Regions from separate parts of the Mus musculus genome. Here all the other regions are linked to region 1. Evidence: chromatin contacts called from public ChIA-PET, HiChIP or PLAC-seq and promoter capture Hi-C data. All regions are on one chromosome and are shown on one strand. Each heading gives the region's core, a stretch centred on a gene start, on an enhancer-like site or on the middle of the called end of the contact. The rest is flanking DNA. Distances are from core to core; before and after follow the strand shown. Region 1 holds the start of 1700012C14Rik (RIKEN cDNA 1700012C14 gene). Region 2 holds the start of Tnpo3 (transportin 3). Region 3 holds the start of Tspan33 (tetraspanin 33). Region 4 holds the start of Lncpint (long non-protein coding RNA, Trp53 induced transcript). Region 5 overlaps Lncpint (long non-protein coding RNA, Trp53 induced transcript). Region 6 overlaps Lncpint (long non-protein coding RNA, Trp53 induced transcript). Region 7 has its middle 3.9 kb from the start of Mir29b-1.

Region 1 (2,879 bases), core at 145-2,644:
GACCATGGGGGAGATGGGAAGGGGACAGAGCCGGTAGAAGGGTCAGGGCAAAGGCCTTGGAGTCTTCCTAGTGGGACCCTAGCTTTGACTCTTCCTCACTGAGATGATATTTGAATAGAGAACCGGAGATGGAGGACAGACCCACAGAAACGCAGGAGGAAGAGCGAGCCACTGGTGCCAAGGCCCCCAACAACACACTTCATCATCCAAGGAGCGGCACCATGGCTGGACTAAAGGGAGCATCGTGGCAAGACACCAAGGTCAGGTAGCTTTGGAATCCCCACGCCATGGAAAGAGCTGAGATGTGGCCTTTCTGGGCATCTTACAAGGAAAACGCGTCCATCTGTTGCCTTGTTCTGGTCTGAAAGGTATCTCCCCCCCCCCCAGCCCCCCCCCCCCCGACAGATCAGGTGCTTCCACTGGCTCCAGGGAAAGGCTCCGGAGCTGGGATTTCCAAATCTTGGAAGCCTCACTGCCAGGAGTCACCGTGTGGCCTGAGGAAACCAAGATACCTCATACAGATTCCACATAGTCCCTGTCTCTACTGCTGCGTCCCTGGGGTCAGAAGAAGACCAACCCATAGCTTCTGTCTTTTTTCTCCTGGCCGGGCTATTCAGATGATAGCTAAAGACAAGGCAAGCTGCCTTATCTTCCCCAAGCCGGGACAGAAGGAGTTTATGAGGACGCTGATAGGAACCCTGAGAGGCTACTGGCCCTCTCAGGGTGCTCCTCAGAAAAGTCTCAGTGTGTGGTAATTATCTGGTTAGTGAGGACTTCAGCTGACCTCTGAAGAGTGACAGGACAGTCCTCCTCCTTCAGGAGATGGTGACCCACACCCATCAACCCATGCTGGGGTTACTCTGTTCTTCTCATGGTGCCACACAGGAGCTGGGCCAGTCTGGAGGAGAAAGGATGCTGGAGCCTTACTCTCAGGGGAGGAGCGCTCTCTTAGCTCACTCTCCAAGAACTGGGTGGGGAGTCTTTCAGACAGAACCTGTCTTTGGCCCTGAGTCTCATCCTGGTGACTGAGCCGGGCTTATCCCCGTGGCTTAGCAGAGCGAGCGGCCATGGAAGCTTTTCTGGACTGGGCTAGCAAGGCGTGAGGGTTTAAGCATGTGCCCGGAGAGCTCTGGCACCTGTTTGATACTTCCCAGGTTGATGGTGGCATTTCTGGTGTGAATCCAGCCCCTGGAGTATCCAGGTCCCGGGCTCCATCTGCCACCTCACTTGAGGGTGCCAGGCCCCTCACCTCTCCTACTCCAGGCCCACATCACCTTCCAGAATAACCCCCATCAGGAACGCGGCTAGGATCTTTCCTCCCTGTTGCTTTTCCAGTGAGGCCTCTTTTCCCCTTCATACAAGCACTTCCGAGAGAGCCAAATCGACCGCCCTCTAGGTTGCCATGGAAACAGAGCTTTCTTTCCTCCCTCCTGTTTACCTTGGTCAGGGGACTGCGACAAAAAGCAGCCTGTCGCAGGAGGAGAAGGGAGGGCGGGGGAGAGCGGAGGGAGAATCAGCTTGCCTTAAACCAGATCATTCCGGTTTGGAGTGGTTCTCTCCCCCGCAGCCCTAGGCCCCTCTTGCCACACTGGGCTGTGGAAGGCAGGGAGGGAGGGAGGATCCTCATCCTGCGAAGCTTTAGTGGAGAAGGTCCTACACCCGTGGTACCCCGTCCTAATTCCAAGTGGACCTGTCTCCCTCAAGGCCAGAGTTTGGCCTCCAGTGCATCCTCTGGAGGTGCTGCCCCAGGGTGACTGCTGTGCTCAGGTTGGCTCCCCACCCCAGGATAAAGAGATGGGAGCTGAAGGCCAGGCCTTGCTCTGTATATGTACTCTTGAGTGCCCTGGCCAAAGTGGCCTCACCCTATTTACCAAAAAGATCATTGTCGTAGCCTCGAACTTAAAATTTCCCAACTAACTGCCTTGGAGCGCGATTATATATCAGTGCCTTCTGAGCACCGCCTCTCCTCGCCCTAACTTTCCAAGTCTCCTGCAGTTTTTCTGGTTTCTTTCGTAGGCTTCCTCCCCTTCCAGAAGCCACCAGGAGGTGGTGGGTGCTGTCCCTGAAAAGCTTTCTAGCTCTTTGTGCTCCTCTGAGCCTTGAGCTAAAGTACTCTATTCTCAGTACCTGATTCCTCTAACCGGTTTGCTGGGTAGAAGCCCTGCCTCCGGGTGCTATCAGCCTGAATACAAGGTTGTGCCCCGGTGGCATCCCAGCCGGTTGCGTACCCACTAGATGCACAGTTAGCGTGGGCACCGGCCGCTGCTAGTCGCGGTGCCCACGACCAGGACCAGCGCTGCTCGCCAGGGGGCGGCAGAGAACCCACCCTGGGCAGCTTCTCCGCGAAGCACGAGGCCATTTTACATTCGAAAAATCCTGACCTGGCTCCGCATCTATGTGGACACTGGGAGCTTTGCCGGGACAAGTGACTGGCGGTGGCACCTGGGGGACTTGGCGCTCGCTTCCAGAGCAGCTTCCCGTCCCAGGCACAGGCTTCATCGTGCTGCACTGCGGCTCCGCGGAGCCCCGCCCACCTGGGGAAGGGTCTGGTCCTTTATCGGTGCAGTGAGAGTTCTTACCAAGGAGACCCTTCCTCTGGCATTGGGAGAGCTGGTAACTCCCTTGGCAAGAACACTTTGGTGGCCCTTGGCTTATCCTCCCGCATCCCAACACAATGTTTTTGTTTGGTTTCTGATTTTGTTTTAAGAAGCCCTGGTTGGCCTGAAACTCAGTGTATATAGACCAGGCTAGCCTCAAACTCACAGGTCCACCTGCCTCCGCCGAAATGCTGGGATGAAAAAACGAGGGTGCACCACCACGCCGGCTCCAGCACAAATTAGCTAAGCAGAAAGTGGACAGAGTGACGCCTGACTGCAGCA
Region 2 (2,879 bases), core at 160-2,659, 850 kb after region 1:
AATATGCAGCAACCCTCCTGTCTCTGCCTCCCAAGTGCTGGGATTATAAATATGGTCCAGCATGAACAGCTTTAAATTCTCATCTTTTAAAATGAGGTTTAGGAGCTGGAGAGTTGACACACTCACTGATCTTGTAGAGAACCCACACTCAATTCTCAGGATCTATATAGCAGCTCACACGGTAACTCCTCCAGGACCAAGTTGCACATGCATAAATATGTAGGCAAAACACTCATACACATAAAAATAAGTCTTTAAAACTATTTCATTAGAGCTGGGCGTGGTGGCGCACGCCTTTAATCCCAGCACTCGGGAGGCAGAGGCAGTCGGATTTCTGAGTTCGAGGCCAGCCTGGTCTACAGAGTGAGTTCCAGAACAGCCAGGGCCCTCTACACAGAGAAACCCTGTCTCGAAACAAACAAACAAACAAACAAACAAATAAGCAAACCAAAACTATTTCATTAAAAAAGGACTTATTTTGGAAGGTTGTTAATCTTTCACTACATTACATTACATTACACATGGTCAGCCTTCATTAGATACTAACAGTTATTTTTAGTGAAGCAGCAATATTGGGAAACTGGCATGTTAACTGAGGATTGCTAGACAGTTGATTTTGTTTGTCATTTATTTATTTATTTGTTAATTATTTTCTGAGACAAGGTCTCTTTGTGTATTCCTGGCTGTCCAGGAACTTGCTCTGTAGACTAGGCTGGTCCAAACTCAAGAGTTAGGCCTGCCTCTGACTCCAGAGTGCTGGGATTAAACCTGTCTGCCATCACCGCTTGGCTGTTTTTTTTTTTTTTTTTTTTGGTTTTTTTTTTTAAAGAGACAGAGTTCCACGTATTAGAGGCTGGTCTTGAATTCCTCCTGATGGTGTTGTGGCTAACTTCCAAGAGCTGAGATTACAGGCTCTCTTCCTTTCTTTCTTTCTCTCTCTCTCTCTCTCTTTCTTTCTTTTTTTTTTTTTTTTTGAGACAGGGTTTCTCTGTGTAGCCCTGGCTGTTCTGGAACTCTGTAGACCAGGCTGGCCTCGAACTCAAAAATCCGCCTGCCTCTGCCTCCCGAGTGCTGGGATTAAAGGCGTGCGCCACCACGCCCGGCTGAACTGATGTTTCTTAAACACTCCTTGGAGACGGGTGAAGAAGTAGGAACCGGGAGGAAAGACTTTGGATTCCTTGCTGACGAGATAAGATTTGGTCAGGAACGTTAAGAGTAGCCAGACTTGAAGCTCAAATAAAGACTTACGCACCTAGGAGACTGACTACCTTGTGCCTACTTCCCCTTGGTTCTCCTAGTCCGGCAGGGTCACTTCCGGGAGGAGGCGGGGGAAACAAGAGGAGGCGTGCCGGGAAGGAGGCAGTTTGTGGTGCACCAGGCGGAAGTGTGCCAAAGTCTACGGACGGCCACTTCCGGCCCGGGGAAGCCCTGCTTCGGCTCGCTGCGTGGTTCGTGTCATGCGGAGGTAGGCCTCTGCGAGCAAGGCGGGAGGTGCAGAAGCCAGAACCCGTGTCCGGACTCGAGAGTCTGCGATTCTGGCGGGAAGACAAGACAAAAAGGAGGCAGGAACCTGAAAGCGACCTCTCCGCTGTTTCCGAGGGGGCAACTTCCACGAGGAACCCCCCTTCCCTGGTAACGGCCAGAAAGGAGGAGATGGCGCCAGTCAGGGAGCGGCTGTGGCCGAGACAGTGAGGACGCTTGAAGGCAGAGCAAGCGGAAGCCTAGGGAGGAGTATCGGGCTCTTTGCTGTCATCGCCGCCGCTCCCGCCAGCATGGAGGGAGCCAAGCCAACCTTGCAGCTCGTGTACCAGGCGGTGCAAGCGCTTTACCACGACCCGGATCCCAGCGGAAAGGAGCGCGCCTCGTTTTGGCTTGGGGAGCTGCAGCGTTCGGTGAGGTTCGGGGAGAGTCCGTTCTGAGCCGCGCGGGACCAGGGCCGAGTGGGATGGGATGGTTCTCCGCTTGAGTGGAGCGCTTGGCAGTGGGAGATCCTCTTTCCGAAGGAGCTGGTGCCGCGGGGTGGGGCTGAGCAGCCACAGATGTGCTGCCTTTCGGAAACCAGTGGCAACTGATTGGTCACGAACGGGCCCTTTCCCTCGTCTGTGGAATCCGTTTTGTAGTTCTGTACGTCTCGCTTGTGGTCTGGCTCTCCTTTAAGTGCTTTTGGTACACCTTCCGTATTCAAGAGTTGCATCTGGCAATACCTTCCCTTTGGCAGCCTTACTCACCCCTCAGTGTCCCTTGCCGATTTTCATTCGTGTTATTCTCGAAATTTCTCAGGCTTCTAGATTCGTGTTCGTACAAATTTTCTCCTCTCATTGGAGTGCAACGTAATATAAAGAAAAATTAGTTATGGTTTCAGGAAATCTTTGTAGTTCTTTTGTTTTATATCAGATTCCTACTGTATTTCTTCTGCCTGTACGTTTTTATTTGTAAGATGGCTATCATAGCTATATTAATTAGTCCATATTTTTGTGAGCATGTGGTGGAGTGTGTGTTGTATCTATCGTATTTCCACATGTTAAATTTTTGGGCTCATGTTTTTTCATTTTTTGACTCACACTTTGTATTTTCTTCCATGATTTTTCACACTCACCTTTGCTATGTTTTTATTTTTTATGAATTTTAATAGCTTGTGATTTTGCTGACAGTGTTTAGGTTTTAGTCTATGAACTGTGAAATTCTTTGAAAACTAAGGAGCCTCTTAACAGACTAAGTACCTACTTTCTTTTTCTTTTCCTTGTGTTTGGTGCTGGGGATCCAGTCCTGCCTACATCTCTAGCTCTCTCTCTCTCTCTTCACCCTTTATTCATTATTTCATTTTATACTCACAAACATGAAATGCTTGCTCTCCCTTTTCTGTTTAACTCATAACTGAT
Region 3 (2,879 bases), core at 265-2,764, 770 kb after region 1:
CCCTGTGAAACCTTTCCAGCAGTGGCCTTGGATCTGCCTTTTCCCAGGAGGCCGTTCAGGCCCACTATTATTCCCTCTGGCAAATCTGAACTATTGGTCTCAGGCTGAAAGAGGCAAAGATGATAGGCTTCTGGGCTGCAGCTTTGGTGCAGTAGAAGCTGGCAGAAGAATGGAGAGATGGGGAAGGACTTCCCCTTGTTATCAAATCCAGAGGGGCCCACGCACTCTCTGGCTATGAAACAGGACTCAGCTAGCATTCTCTAATGGGCTCCCCCTCCCCCTGAATTCTCAGCCCTCTCCTGCCATCCCCCAATACACTGCATTAGATTTTTGCTGGGAGGAAGGGCAGGCCTGTGGACTTGAACATATTTACCCAGATCAGTCAAATCAATAAGGATGGTAGAGAGGGGACGGAAATCCAGGTGTCAGGAGCTCGGGGTTAATATTGTTTACACTTTTCCACCCCAAACAAAAGATTCTGAAAGGAGCCATAGCTTCCAGCCCAACAACAACAACAACAACAACAACAAAATCCTATTTGAATCATCTGAAGCCTGTCAGCTCCAAGTAGAGAAGCTGGTCTTGAAGAAGGTAGGGCAAAGTTTAGGGCCATGCTGGGGTACACATCGGACCTGGAGACCATTCTTAACCCTTTTCAGCCCTGACAGGAGCAGACACCCGAGGCCTGCAAAAGGGACAGATATAGTCCCTTGACACAAGCCCCTGAGGAACTGGGGCGAAGGAAGGCTTGGGGTTTCTCTTCCTTCTCTCTCCCTCCACCCCCGCCCCGCGCCCCGTATGGCCAGTCGGGCCTTCCAGCCCCCAGGCCTGAAAGTCCCTAACCATGAAATATGCCCATGGGGCTGTCCAGCCAGCTCTTTCTTTCCCCAAACCCTTTTTATTTCATGGCCTGACACAGATCCTCATCCCTGCTAAAGCTTCATCCCTGGCAGCAAGGATGATTGCCCACCTCTTAACGTCCCCTTTTGACACGGCGCCACTGTGGTTTTCCTCCCCCGGAGAAATGCCCCCAAGTGTCACCAGCTCAGAAAACTACGAAGCACCACTCGACACGCTCCTGGGCACCGGGCAGCCCAGGCCAAACCTCCCAGCCTCAGGCAGCCCCCTCGGCGCTCCAGAGATGCCCGAGAGTCCGGGTGCCCCCTGACCCCCCGAATCTCACCCAGAAGAGCATGTTGAAGAAGAAGAGCAGGTATTTCACCAGCGGGCTGACGAAGGAGAACTCGTCCCCGTAGGCAGCCGGCACGCCAGGTCTCCGCGCCATGGTCCGCCGCTGCCCCCGGGGGGCCTATCTCCCAGCGGCCACCGGCCCACCTGTGCGCCCTGCAGCCCGGGGCGGGAGCCGCGGGGCCACGGGGACCCGAACGCCGGGGCAGCCGCGCCGCGCCGGGAGCCGCCCGAACCGTGCGTCGGGGAGCCGCGCGGCCAGGGAACGGCGCCGCCGCTGAAGCCGCGGCGGGCAGCGTGAGCAGCGGAGACTCCACCGCGGCCGCAGACCAGCTTGGCCCGCCCGGCTCTCAGGAAACCGGGCCCGCCCCCCGGACGGCCATTGGTGAGGCTGCCCGAGGCTGACTTCTCATTGGTCGGCGGCCCATGTCACTAAGCAGCCAGCCATCCCTCTCCTCCGAGAGGCGGGGGAGACACCTGTTCTGTGAGGGACAACTTGCTAAAGGGTCAGTGGTTCTGCTTCTGCCCGCCTAGACGGAAAGCCTGCAGGCTGCAGCTGCTTAAGGGAAAAAGAATGAGGAAAAGGAATGTTTCCTGCATCCCACACCCACGTCCTCTGCCCAGTTGCTGTGCACGCACGCAAACACACGTACGTTAAAATCAACAAGTACGCACTTTGTGTGTTGAGCAATTCGTTAAACGCTGTGGGAATAGAAAAGAAGGTTGATCCTCAGGGATCAAGACAATAAAATCAGAGTGACAAATGACAGGTACTAACAACCAGAAAGAGAAGAATAAATACCCCTGCTTAGCAATCAAATACTTTAAATGCTCGTTTTAAAAGCCTCATAACCTAACAGTGGAATTCTCAAACCATCCTTTTCTCTCATTACCGTCCAACCTCTCTATCCAAACCCTCTCAGAACGTTTGTTTACGTGGAGACACCGGTTTTTTGTTTTTAATTTTGTTTTGTTTTGTGTTTGGCATGTTAATAGGATATGCACAGATTGACTCCCAAGTACAATGTGGTGTACATTGTACTAGCTACACAAGTACGATTTTAACCTGGGGAGGAGTCTGATTTTGCCATCAATAGCGTGATTCCCCAAGCTACACTTTTTGTAACGTTGAGTGGGAAAACTGCAGCGTAAGGCATTGATCAAATAAGAATCTGTTAGTGCATGCAAATGACTTACACGGAGATGGCTGATAAGGGGGCTCACTAAAATGTGGTACTTTCACTCCTTTAAAAGATTCTTTTAAAATGTGTGTGTGTGTGAGTGTGTGTGTGTGTGTGTGTGTGTGTGTGTGTACCACTGTGCACACAGGTGCTGATGGAAGCCAGAAAAGGATGTCAGATCCCCAGGAACTGGAGTTACCGGGATTTGTGAGCTCCTTAAGTCAGTGCTGGGAACTGAACTTTGGTCCTCTGTAAGAGCAACAAGTGCTCTTAATAACTGAGCCATATCTCTAGCCCTGGTATTTTGTTTCAATAGGATTCAAAATCCAGTGTGGAAATACAATAACTGCATGAATAACTATTATGTAATTGGAAGAAGTTGAGCACCAGAAGGTGTCATGGCGGGAGAAACGAGGAGGATGAGATTTTAGAGACAGTGGGGACGTGAAATCCAGGTGGACACAAAAAGGTGTGTCGAAGCTTGGACAGATAAAAGCAAACCGCGTGTTG
Region 4 (2,879 bases), core at 162-2,661, 760 kb before region 1:
GAGCCTGAGCTGGGCGGTCCAGGCAAAAGAGGGTTAAAAGGATGAAAGAATTAGACTTGAGGTTAGAAGGCCATAAGGATGGGTGTTAGAATTAGAGGGAGACCTAATGCATTCATAAGTGATGGAGAGAGACGGATAATCAAGGCCAGGCCGGAATGTTGGTCCTCTCCCATCCCACTCCTCAGTTACTGAGTTAGTGTTTTCTTATCCTTTTTCCACAATTCTGCCAACCCCGTTTTCCTTATAAAGACGGAAAAGTGTGAACCAACAGAAAAATAGCAATTTAATCATAGATTTTACTTATAGGATGTTTTTCCATGGTACATAAAAATGTAGAGACAGAGAATTGCGATTCGAAGTAGACCCCCCCCCCCACACACCTTGCACACACATACATTGCAAGTCATTAAGACTAAGGACTTCAAACTTAGTTTCCATACATCACTAGACACGAATAAGCCTTTAAACGCTAATACTTAAGTTAAATGCTAGCAGTGGGGACAGAATTGGTGGTTTGGAATATCAGGAAAATGCACGTTTGCGCTCTGTCCACACACACGCATATATATGTATATATAATTTCTAGTGTGTAGCATGCACAGTATGATTAAGGGATAAGCATGTTTCCCTGATCATCTTATTTCCAACCAAGCACGCATTTTATGGCAGTCATCTTGTCACCATTTGGAAGAATGTGGTCAGAAAAGTAGTGCCCAAACTGCCACTTTGGTTTTGTCTGTACCTTACAGGTCATGGCTTCATACCTCACTTCCTGACACAAACAAGTTTTTACTGTTGTCAGCAACAAAGCCCTAATATAGCCGCGGAAGAGAAAAACTGCCTTGCATTTTGCCTCTTGAGAGCATCATCAACAGTTACCGGAGGAATGTAATTCCAGAAAGCTCCGAAACTGGTAGTGATGGTAATTATGGACCAAATGCCCGGTTCTGGTTGTTATTTTCTGGGCATTTCTGTTCTACCAACGATCTGCGAGTGAGCTCACTGAGAGGGCAAATCTGGCTTTTCTTTTTGACTTTGTAAAATTTAATCAGGCCTGATAGGGAACTCACAGCTCTTGGGGGAAAATAAAGTAGGAACCACGAAATGTCATTTTAACAGAGCGTGGGCTTGGTGACTGCAGGAAAGGATTTAAGGACGCTCCTGTTCCGCTTGCTGTGTAATGAGCACTGGCTCCACGCACGCACCGACGCCATAGCTCCCGGATGCAGTGGCTCCCTTATCTGGGCTTTCGCAGCGCCACAAGCCCCTTCGGGATGCTTCGAGGGGCTCCTGGTGGGTGGTGGTACAAATGCTGCCGCCGCCGCCGCCGGCGGTCCTGCTGCTGTTGTTGCTGCTGCAGTCACGTGGGAGCCCCTTTAAGTTTCCATAGAGAGGCCTCTCCGGTGTCACATGATGGACATGATATAATGAAACAACATTGTGGAGAGGAAAGCATTAGGGGAGCCCACGGCTACAAAACAAGTGAGAAGAGGTGGGAGAAAGAGAAACTACGCCACCTCCTCTGCAGCCGAGCGCACGCAGCAGCCTGGCGTGACAAGTGGGCGACGCCAGGGACAGAGAGTGGGGGTCCTCCGCCCGCTCCGGGGACCCTGTCGCCCACCGTGGTGCGCTGAGCAACTTTTAGCCGGCAGCCCCGCACCTGTCTCAGAGTCCCCATCGCTCCCCACCAACCATCATGGGAAAATTCTAGAAGAATACGCTCTCGGAATCTACGTGCGCATCATTTTCCTCCTCACTCCAGAGGAAGGAACCAGAAAAGAGAGCAAAGCGGTGTAGTGTTCAGCCTCAAGGTAAGTTCTTTAGGGTGGGGAAAACGGGTCCAGCAGGACTTGGGGACAGGATTTGGTGCTCAACTCCCACCTTGGGGGTGGAAAAAGCGTCCCCGCACTCTCGGTGAGGCAGATGGGTTGGCGCGTCATCTGTGCTATTTTCCCGGTGGACTCTCTTGACGTCCACCCTCGCAGTCCCCGGGGCCCCCTTACGGTCCCCCACAAGGGGCCTGAGGCAGCGGGCCAGGATGCTCGGCGGGTGAGCGAAGGAAGGTAGGGTTGCTGCGTGAAACGGGCATGTCGGAGCTATTTCGCCATGTTTGTGTTGCTAAGAGCACTTTTTTTTCCCCTTTGCGGTGGCTTGATGCCACATGGCTCCTCCGGAGCTGCTGCCGGGTTGAGAGCGAGTGGTTTTTTTTTTTTTTTTCAATGTCCGCATTCCAGCTAATGTTGCGCAGATAAAATTCAAACTTGAGGTAAACAGACGAAGAGGAGGAGGAGGAGGGGAGGGACCGGCGGGGGGGGGTTGGGGGGGGGGAGGGAGGACTGTTTCCATTTCGAGATCCCACCTCTTCACTCAGAGGAGACCAACATCCCGAACCTAGAGGCAACTCATGCATGGCTCCCACGCCCCCCCACCTCGGCCGTCAACAAGAAGTAAGGGCTGGGGGCGAGCGGTTGGGAGGGACGCGACGTTTTGGTTCTAGGGGGAAGGTGGGGGGAGAGGCAGCCCCTGGGAAGCCGGAGCTTTGACTTCGGCTATTATTTTGGCGGAGGGAAGCAGGATGCGTCCTCTTGCTCTGGAGATGGGGGGTTGTATGTCCCCCCTCTCTATCACTACCTAATCGTGTTGCCTCACTCCCCCCCACCACAGGTTGCCCCCACAGGCGGGATGGGTGGGGCTTTGAGGTTCCAGAAGGCAGGTTACCTAGCAGGTGTGTAGGGTGGGCATTTGGATTTGGTAAGTCGCTTGGATTTGGTAGGAGACCATGGGGGAGGCAAAGCGAGTGCGTAGGTAGAGCTAAGTCTAACGCTTATGTATGGGGGGGGTTGCTTTTAAAACCAAGAGAAAAATCAAGACAGGTCCCC
Region 5 (2,879 bases), core at 264-2,763, 700 kb before region 1:
TTGGGGGAAGGAAACGGGGAAGAGACAAATTTCTCTTTATGTTCCTTCCCCGCATTCCCTTCTAAATGCAACCTGTAAACCTGGGCTTCCTATGGCTTCCTATGGCTGTCACATGATCCTTCCAGAACCCTCCCAGTGCACAGTGGCCTGGGGCCAGCACACCTTTGCGTCTCAGAGTACTTACTGTACAGCAAGCAGTTAGAGCTATGCAGAACTGCTTTCTTCATATAACTTGTGTATTTGTGAGGAAAAATATTGTTAGCATTGAAATTTTTTTCCCAAGCAGCCATTCTTAGCACTTGCGGAAGACAGTGCAGGAGATGCTGATTGAAACCCATGGAAATAATTAGAGCAGAAAGACAAGGCTGACAAGAACTTATCCCAGGTCTGGGGCACCTTGCTTCAGCTTGCCTTTGAAGAAAATGAATGCGGTGTTAATTGCTGCTGGGTTGAATAGTGGTGACGGAGCCCATTTAGCACCGACCAACCGCCCGCCCGCCCACAGTGGAGAGCTCCCGAGAGGCAGGGAAATGGGAAGTGGAGACACCGATGCCCACCTCCACCCCTCCATAGCCCCATAGCTCAGATCACAGGAGACCACACCTGGGCTGGGGAGGGCAAGTGGGGGCGGGGGTGAAGTATCATTTTAAAAAAATGGCTTCCTGTAATTCTGCAGTATTAACTTTGCTGTTAAATTGAGTCAATAGGTGTGTACTCTGTTCAGGAAAGAGAACAGGGAAGACACTAGATATGAGGAAGGACACTGCGTACTGGCTAGCTTACTTAGAAAGGAAACTCTTGCTTGTCGTGGAACTTTAAGGGAGGCTTCCTCAGTGCCAGAGTAAATCTCACCACCACCGTGACTGCCACGGCAGCAGGGGTACCTAGCCACCAGGGTGTGGACCCTTCACATCCTGAAGGTGAGGCCACCGGATGGATGGAGAAGAATTGCTGCTACATTTTATCAGTGATCCCTCAGGCCAGTCCCTGGTGTCCCTAGTTCAGGACATCCGTGCCTTCCTCTCCTTCTTGTATTTTGTGTTATTCTATTTTGTATTTTGAGATAGGATCCCATCTTTTGTGTGTGGGAAGAGGGAAATAAATCATGTGACACCACCCCCCCCCCCTCCCAGCGGGGCCTTCAGGGACAAGTCTGCTTTGTGTTATCTTTTTGCCCGGTCTCCGTTCTGCCTCAAATGTGAGTGCCACTGTCTCAGGTTAGGTCACAGTGTTAGAACCACAGACGGGGGAACCTACTGGCTGTCCTGGGTTCCTGTAAACTAGGGGACAAAGCTGCCACAGCCAGACTTAGCTGCGATCATCGGCATCAGGTTCTTTTCCTGGGCAGGCTCTGCTTGACCTTGTTTAAAATGGCGCTCTCCTCCTCCTCCTCCTCGGATTAGGAGTCTGAAGTTGAAGAATGAGGAAACATGTTCAGTCCCTCCCAGGTGGAGCCAGCACGGCAGTCCATGGCAGTCCACGTGGCAGCCTCCCCGGCTTTATGTCCCTGAGCTCCGCCCTCACTTGTGTGTCGCTGTCTGACAACAGCCTTTTCGGCCCATGGTTTTGTATCTTTCACATTTGGCAGAGTCCCAGTTTTGTGGATTTTTTTTTCTCTTAAAGACATTGGGTTTTTCAGAGAAATTTCATCTGTGGCTTTTGAAAGTGACAAACAAGTTAACTGTATTTTAGTCAATAATTTTTATCAGAAAATCTTGCTCTTAATTTCAAAGAACCCGGCACCATGCATTTCCAGAACTTACTTTAGTTTAATAATGAAGACATTTCTGTGGAAAGAGCAGTTTAAAGTGAGAGGCTTTCTGAATTCTTTTGTTCTGTCTGTATTAGAAGAGATTTTCAAGAAATTGTGAGCTTTTTTTTTTTTTTTTTCCTTTTGGTTCTCTGTTCATAGCAAGGACTCCAGAACATAGGGGCATGCCGTGAGGCTAGAAGTTCTGTTTAGGTTGTCCAGAATGTAGAGGGCTGGAAAAGAGGCCTGCCATGGCTGCCTGCCAGGGCGGGGCAGCTGGCAGCTGACAGTGGAGAGCAGGTGCCCTGTGGGTCTGGGCCGTGTAGACAAGTAGTTGGCAACAAAACCTGAAGTGAAGAGGGGGCTCGTGATCTGCTGCCAAGGTTCCTGGTGGTGCCCAAGTGACCCTTCCAAATCCATCCGTTTTTGTTCTCTCTTGAGTGGAGCTCATAATTGCTTCCTTAGCACAGCAATCTCCCAGTGCAGTCCCCGGGCCAGGGCCACCAGAATACAAAGGAGACGAAACCATGGCCAGTGAGTTGGGAACTTTTGTTTTCTGTTCAGTATTTTAAAATCAACCCCACGTCCCCTCTGTGTGTGTGTGTGTGTGTGTGTGTGTGTGTGTGCGCGCGCGCGCATGCATGCATGCATGCATGCATGCATGCATGCTTGCACAAGTGTTAGTGGGGTCAGGGAATGACTTTATGTGGTGACTTCTTTCCTTCCACCTTCATGTGGGTTTCAAGGATGTACCTTAGGGCAGCATGGTGCATGGTAGTCAAGGGCCCTCACCACTGAGCTATCTTGCCAGCCTCCTTACTTAACCTGTATGTTCATTTGAAGTTCTGTGTCATACTACCTCCCCTGTAAGTTCCCAGTGCACACTTAGCACTTTGAAAGTCTGTGAAGTTGGGAAACTGATGGAATTTTGATCTGATTTTTGAAACACACTAAAACTAATAGCTGTTGAATCTGAAACAAGCAAAAACCCCCCTGGGGAATGACACAAACCTGTAACACCATCATCACAGGGACAGTGAGGCTGAGGCTATCACACTCAAGGCCAGAGTAGGCTGTGCGGAAAATGTTCTCTGAAAACAGTGGCAAAGCCCCTTAGCACCCTTTGTCT
Region 6 (2,879 bases), core at 100-2,599, 670 kb before region 1:
GGCCTCTGACCCTGGTGCACATAAACTCATGCAGGCACATAACACGTTTAAAAAAAATTTTTAAAAGAAATATAGGAAGATGGTGTCATTTCAGATATGTGTCCTGAGTGGGTTTTTTTTAAATCTCAATTTACAGAATTTTTATGTCCACAGAGTGTTGGAAGTAGTTAGGTACTCAGAGCAAGCACCACTTGTGTAGGGCATACATTCACTTGGATGCCTGTTGCCCGAGTCAGGTAGCTGAGTTGGGGAGTCCATGTAGAACTCATTATATAAAGTTGTTGATTTAAAGCCTATAGCGCAGCGCATCTGTCCGGTTCCCGCGCCTTTTCCTCGTGCACATCCTTTGGCAGCGTGTCTTTTGTTTCCCCAGGCACACAATCTTCTAATGCAGCCTGTGAGTGGCAGCCCCTTTGACATAGGTCACCCAAGACCATCAGAAAACACAGATATTTACATTATGACTCCTAACAGCAAAATTACAGTTATGAGGTAGCAACAAAAACTAATTTATGGTTGGGGGTCAGCACAACATGAAGAACAGTATTAAAGGGCCGCAGCATTAGGAAGGTTGGGAACCACTGCTCTGACATAATGTTTGGATTCAGTCTCAAACACTGACTGCTCTTCCTCCGGCATTTGTCAGCTTGGATTTTACCCCTCTAGCATGGAGGTGGGGGTTGGGGGGAGGGCAGGCACAGGCAACTCAACCTGACTCTCCTTTCACAAAAGTTACAGATGCTCTACGTGGGGTTGTCCTGATGACTAGAGTCAGAGAGAAATCACCCAATGGTGTCTGCGGTCAGCAGTGTTAGTTCTCTAGACAGGCAAATGGCCCTAAATGGTAAAGTGCAGGATAAAGACCCAGGATGCTTGGATGAGGGGCACACTCTTGGGCCCCACAGAGGCATCAACACAGGTTGTTCAAGAACACATTGAAACATTTGTTTATGAAGGCTGGGTTACACCTTTGTTTCAGCTCTTGTTAGTTTTTCAACAAAAGTTAACATTTCCTTTTTTATAACTTTCCCACCTCCATGGAATCCCCAAACCATGGCCCCGGCCTCTTAGCCTGAGAGTGTGGTACCTGCCTGCCTGTACCTACTTCAGACTCACCAGCAGTCATATACAGAGAGCAAGCTCTGGCATTGGTGTGGGATACGTTGGTAAATTGCCGGTGTCGACATCATAATTCTCTCTCGCCTGGCGGAGGAGCCAGCTCTCCTTGTGGTTGGCTGTGGTTTCCTCTGGGCTGGGGAGAGTGGCAGGGAAACAACGAACCCTGTCTAGTTTTGACTCTGCCCGGGTGTAATGCATCCTGCGGCTCTCCTGAGATGGGCTGTGAGAGGCTTACCAGAAGGTTGGCAAATGAGACTTCCACACGCCTCAGCACCCGGTAGCCAATGGCTTGCTGAGCCAACATAGATTACCCCCTTGTGGTTTCATTCATCAAGGGGATCCCCGGCTTCATCAGAACACAGCCATGACTCTTCCCTGCCTCCTCCAGAAAAGCAAGTGCGCACATCTTGCCCTAAGAAGAACTCGGGGTGCCCTGGGTAAGCAGAAATGGGAGGGATCCTCCCCTAGTTTCCTCTGTGTGGATTGGGGGTGTTAGGGAAAGAAGCTCAGAGCTGCTTTTCTTTGAGTTTTCTTTTTTTTTTTTTAACCCAACTGCTATTCAGCGTTTCCTTCTGTCTCACCCTCTTCATGTGTAACCCACCTTCATCAAGTTGTACTTTCAGTTTCACATTTTAAATTACAGGATTCCTCTTTTCCTTGTGCATTTGAAAGGTTTTTGTAAACTAAGTAGCCACAGTTACTAAGTTACTAATTACGCCTAGTTCCTGGTTCTAAACCAGTTTTTAGGAAGTTTTTAGGAGGTGCTTTCACAGCTAGGCAGAGGGGAACGATCCCTGTAATGAGTTTAGGAACTGATGGTAACATGTCTGTCCGGCTTGCCCGTCTCAGAGGCCAACCTCGGAAAGAACACTGCTGAATCTTTTCTGGTGAAGTCAAGATCTCTCTTCCCCGTCTGTTGGTCTGTTTTCTGTCGGCCAAGCAGCTCATCCCTGTCTCTGGGCGTGGGCTTTGGTCTGTGTACATTCAGTGTGGTGGCATTTTTCTAGAAGAAGTGACTAAATCTTCTTGGATGAATTCTCTCTTTGAACGAGGTGGTTGGTTGCATCAGAGAGGCATTTACAGTAAATGGCTCCCCCTTCCTGTGCTGGCCACATGCGAAAGAATGCTCTAATTCTTGTTTTGAGGAAGCAGGAGCTATACAGCTCTGAAAACTCCCTGGTCTCATTAAATAGCCAGATTTGAATCTTAAAATTTTTTTCAAGTTGGAATCACTTTGTGCTCCCTAAATAAATGGCGCAGAGAGAGAAAGCTTTCCACTCCCGAATTCTGTCTGGAGCGCCTGATAGTTCCCAGTTCAGAAAGAGGAAATGGCATTGAATATAGATGTAGTGACGAAGGTCTAAAGTAAGTTCTTCACAGCCATTTTGTATTCCGGCCATCTGCTTCTTAGGTGTATGGGTGCTTGGTCTTTGGTGCCCTGGTTCTCAGTGCGATCCCGTAGCTCTTTGCCGAGGTTCTCAGGAAGCAGGTCTTCCCCCTAGTGGAAATGCGTGAGGGCGCTCTGGCTGTTCTTTGAGGGAACTTTAAGGTGCAAGCCCCATACAAGAAAACGTACGCAGTATTCCAAATGAGTTTATGTTAGGTGTTCATGTAGTCACCAATTAGTTTATAATTTTTTAAGCCTAGATTTAACTTTACATTTTTATAATACAAAACTATTTTGTATTTTTGTAATTCACAGAGTATATTATCTTTCATTTTGTTGTCTAACAGTGGTTCACCCTTTTATCTGACTACTT
Region 7 (2,879 bases), core at 132-2,631, 610 kb before region 1:
AGGAGAGGGAAACCCCTCCCTCTGCAGAGACCAGGGCCAGCCCTTCAGAGCGAGGTGCTGTCTTCTCCCTGGAGTTGGGTACATTGTGAGCCTCGCTGCAGTTCTGCCCTTAGATGGAACTTTTGTGTGAGGAAACTCACAGACTCCTGCAGGTTTCTTCACTGCAGAAACTGGGTGTGTAACCCACCGCCAACCAAGCTATAGGGCGGTGGCCATTGGGCTCCCAGGTTCTCTGGGGGAAGAGGGTGAATTATAGCTACTCTGTAATTAGGCTTTCTCAAACACTGACCTGGGAGGCTCTTCGCCAGCCTAAATGCAGTAAGCCACTTTCTAAACACTTCCGCTGCGCCTGTGATCTGATGGGGACCCTGATACTGCTTAAAGCACTGGCCCCGCTCCTTAGGCCTGTGGCCACACAAGTTTGGGAAGCTGCTAGTACTTTATGGTGCCACGGCTTTACTGCTGCACTTTGGATTTCACCTTGTGTGGGTCTTGACACATCTTCCTCCTCCTCCTCCTCCTCCTCCCTACCTTAATCCTGAACCTGGGTTCCCCGCCCCAAAGGCTGTTAACACAGACTGTAACATAATCACGGCTGCTTCTCACTATTTCTTTTACCAGTCACCATCTTCAGATGTTAATCCCAGTGCCCAGTGATCTTCCCGACAGACGCTCCATTCTTGTTTGGAAATTACGTTGAAGGGCGTGAACTACAAGAGGAATGGACTTTGGACATTGTGAGAGTAGTGGATAGAATGGAGGGTTGTCGTGTTAAGTCAAACAAGCCAGACTCAGGACAACTTGTACTGCATGTTCCCTGCCATATAAGGAATCTCAAGTGAAAAGCAAAACTCAACAGTGGGATGTGGTAGTGTACATCTTTAAGCCCAGCCACTGGGGAAGCTGAGGCAGGTGGATCTTGTGCATTGTAGGTCAGTTTGGTCTCCAGAGCCAAGTTCCAGGTCAGCTAGGAGTCCACAGGGAAACCCTGTCTGGGCTATCCAAAACAAGCAAGCAAACCAAGATCCAATGCACACATTTACACAGGAGACACAGAACGAGAAAGGGAGCGTTTGGGAAGGGGATGTGGAAGGGGGAGGGGTGGGTGGTGAGCACTGGCCACATACTCATTACTTGTGTGGAGATGGCATGATGAAGCCTGACATTTGGATAATGAAACATGGTAATAGTAAAAAGAAAATGGCACTTGGCCCTCATGTGGTCTGCAGATAGTATTCTTTTCCAAGCTGACCCGCTCACAGACCTGGCCCACACCATCCTGGTTCGAGGATCAGCTTTGAGGCCTCTGCTGTTCCAGGCTCCCTGAGGGGCATTGCAGTCATTAACTTGGACATCGCAGTGGTTAGAATCTTGACTGCTGAGTCACTGGGCTTCTCTTTGTTGAGTTGTTAAATCTCTTGTAAACCATCCTGTGTGGGCCTGCTGGGACAGCATTCCCAGTTTGTTAACCTGAGTGATCAATATTTTGGAAATGGCACCGCCTACGCCCTTGGCTTCTTGTCTGATGAAAGGTACCTCTGGCTTAAAGTTAGACCACATAGGAAAGAGTAGAATGATGTAGTTTGAGTTCCATAATTGCCCTCTGCCTGGCTGTAGAGTGAGCAAAAAGGATTGTTCTCAAAGACAAGTGTAATGTCCGCCCTCTGTGGGCCTTCTGCAGCCTGCATTGCTAAAGCCTTAGGGCTTACCAATTCCCCTTGAAAATAGACCTTCTCCTACCCTGTGCAAGACACCTTCATTCTTGCTCTGGTTGGATCTACAGGTTTATAGCATGCTGCAGCTCCTACACCAGCTTGCACAGTACACCTCGCTGCTGTGCCAAGTGGAAGGCCAAGGGCCGTGCTCCTTAGTCATAACCACCCCAGTGTCGCCAAATGCAGGTAGCCAATCCACAGCAGTGCCTGCGGAAGGAAGTAATAAATGTCTCTCACTGGACAGCAGAGAGAAGGGACCTTTTGAAAGTGTCTGAGTAGAGAACCCCACGTCCGTGGGATACACCCTGAGGTTCGTGTGTCACCGAAATACCACATACTGCTCCTCTCACGAAGGCTCTCTGCAGCGTGTCTGTCCCTGGAAAATGCTTGTAGCAGGTTGTCTTTGTGGCCCTGTAGAAGTTGAGGTGCATGCTTGCAAATCACCCTTAAAGAGGTCTTGCTGTATTTTGTCCACGGTGAGTCTCCAGTGAGTTTTTAAGTGACCATCGGAGTTTGATAGCCACTCTTACACACCCAGCTGCCAGTTCACAACCAGGGAAGACCTACAGAAACCTGTGCTCACCAGCGACAGCACAGGTCCCGCGTGGAGGCCCTTGAATGGAGAAGTAATCAGAATATATTTGCAGGTGCTCATTCAAGTGTGCGGAGATGGGAGGCACAAGGCAAAGGTATCTTTTTTTGACACATCCGTGTATGCCTCTCACTTGTGAGCTGGACCTCTTAGCTGCATCCCTCTACTAAAATGCCAAAGGAAAGTTCCGTATTGCTCGTTCGATCATCTCATGTACTACCTGATTTAACCCTTACAAAGCTCGGCTCTTCTGGGTACGGCTTCCAGATGTGTGAGCACAGCTACTGCAGTGACACGTGTGGCCTGGCCCAGACACACCGGTTAGGCCTGCCGAGTCCTGGTGGCCCTAACGTTTTGAAGCTGTGTTCCTCAAGGGGTGCTGGTTCAGGATGTGATAGTTCTTGTGAAATCTCCAAGCCCCGAGGGAAGTTATCTTAATCCAGTTTGCTCAACACAAGAACAGACTGGCTTCTCACGTCACTGGGAGCAATACGCATCTACTGCAGGGCCTTTCCACACAGAGCCCTGCTGTGGGTTACTGACTCAGACCAGGCCCCGATTTCCCTATCAGA

What was found. Promoter capture Hi-C pulls out the DNA fragments that hold promoters and counts their contacts. ChIA-PET counts read pairs in DNA pulled down with a chosen protein or histone mark. HiChIP or PLAC-seq counts read pairs in DNA pulled down with a chosen protein or histone mark.
Region 2: a contact with region 1 is called in a promoter capture Hi-C map of liver, with 2.3 times the contacts expected there. The contact joins the promoter of Tnpo3 here to the promoter of 1700012C14Rik in region 1. A contact is called at or near these places in 2 of 39 promoter capture datasets (both in liver).
Region 3: a contact with region 1 is called in an HNF4G HiChIP or PLAC-seq map of pancreatic cancer cells. The contact joins the promoter of Tspan33 here to the promoter of 1700012C14Rik in region 1. A contact is called at or near these places in 1 of 39 promoter capture datasets (liver) and 2 of 115 datasets of contacts at active chromatin or transcription factors (bone marrow-derived macrophages and pancreatic cancer cells).
Region 4: an RNA polymerase II ChIA-PET map of memory CD8 T cells shows a contact between it and region 1, with 18 read pairs. The contact joins the promoter of Lncpint here to the promoter of 1700012C14Rik in region 1. A contact is called at or near these places in 1 of 484 Hi-C or Micro-C datasets (embryonic stem cells) and 2 of 115 datasets of contacts at active chromatin or transcription factors (memory CD8 T cells and pancreatic cancer cells).
Region 5: a contact with region 1 is called in a promoter capture Hi-C map of the 3T3-L1 cell line, with 4 times the contacts expected there. The contact joins the enhancer-like site here to the promoter of 1700012C14Rik in region 1. A contact is called at or near these places in 4 of 39 promoter capture datasets (the 3T3-L1 cell line, the C10 cell line, liver and 1 more) and 1 of 115 datasets of contacts at active chromatin or transcription factors (pancreatic cancer cells).
Region 6: an H3K27ac HiChIP or PLAC-seq map of microglia shows a contact between it and region 1, with 6 times the contacts expected there. The contact joins the enhancer-like site here to the promoter of 1700012C14Rik in region 1. A contact is called at or near these places in 1 of 39 promoter capture datasets (hippocampal neurons) and 5 of 115 datasets of contacts at active chromatin or transcription factors (large pre-B cells, memory CD8 T cells, microglia and 2 more).
Region 7: a FOXA1 HiChIP or PLAC-seq map of pancreatic cancer cells shows a contact between it and region 1. The contact joins the enhancer-like site here to the promoter of 1700012C14Rik in region 1. A contact is called at or near these places in 3 of 39 promoter capture datasets (the C10 cell line, cranial neural crest and embryonic stem cells) and 4 of 115 datasets of contacts at active chromatin or transcription factors (embryonic basal ganglia, embryonic stem cells, extraembryonic endoderm stem cells and 1 more).

Annotation. Positions count from the first base shown.
Region 1 is chr6:30,459,500-30,462,378 of GRCm38.p6, reverse strand. 1700012C14Rik (RIKEN cDNA 1700012C14 gene) reads right to left here and starts at 1,394. Exons shown (of 2, transcript NR_131049.1): 1 at 1,250-1,394.
Region 2 is chr6:29,608,379-29,611,257 of GRCm38.p6, reverse strand. It overlaps Tnpo3 (transportin 3), which reads left to right and starts at 1,409. Exons shown (of 23, transcript NM_177296.5): 1 at 1,409-1,892. The coding sequence starts at 1,773.
Region 3 is chr6:29,692,849-29,695,727 of GRCm38.p6, reverse strand. Tspan33 (tetraspanin 33) reads right to left here and starts at 1,514. Exons shown (of 8, transcript NM_146173.3): 1 at 1,184-1,514. The coding sequence starts at 1,285.
Region 4 is chr6:31,217,006-31,219,884 of GRCm38.p6, reverse strand. Lncpint (long non-protein coding RNA, Trp53 induced transcript) reads left to right here and starts at 1,411. Exons shown (of 4, transcript NR_110471.1): 1 at 1,411-1,811.
Region 5 is chr6:31,158,090-31,160,968 of GRCm38.p6, reverse strand. All of the region lies in intron 2 of Lncpint (long non-protein coding RNA, Trp53 induced transcript), which reads left to right. Among named protein-coding and RNA genes, the nearest start is that of Lncpint, 59 kb to the left of the region's middle. Within about 2 kb of position 1,513, at least 76 of the 459 cell types and tissues checked have an H3K27ac peak or open chromatin away from gene starts, as enhancers often do. A contact at or near this core is called in pancreatic cancer cells, where this site is marked.
Region 6 is chr6:31,125,126-31,128,004 of GRCm38.p6, reverse strand. The region is part of intron 3 of Lncpint (long non-protein coding RNA, Trp53 induced transcript); the gene reads left to right. Among named protein-coding and RNA genes, the nearest start is that of Mir29b-1, 63 kb to the right of the region's middle. Within about 2 kb of position 1,349, at least 247 of the 459 cell types and tissues checked have an H3K27ac peak or open chromatin away from gene starts, as enhancers often do. A contact at or near this core is called in memory CD8 T cells, microglia, pancreatic cancer cells and 1 more, where this site is marked.
Region 7 is chr6:31,065,528-31,068,406 of GRCm38.p6, reverse strand. No RefSeq gene overlaps it. Among named protein-coding and RNA genes, the nearest start is that of Mir29b-1, 3.9 kb to the right of the region's middle. Within about 2 kb of position 1,381, at least 33 of the 459 cell types and tissues checked have an H3K27ac peak or open chromatin away from gene starts, as enhancers often do. A contact at or near this core is called in pancreatic cancer cells, where this site is marked.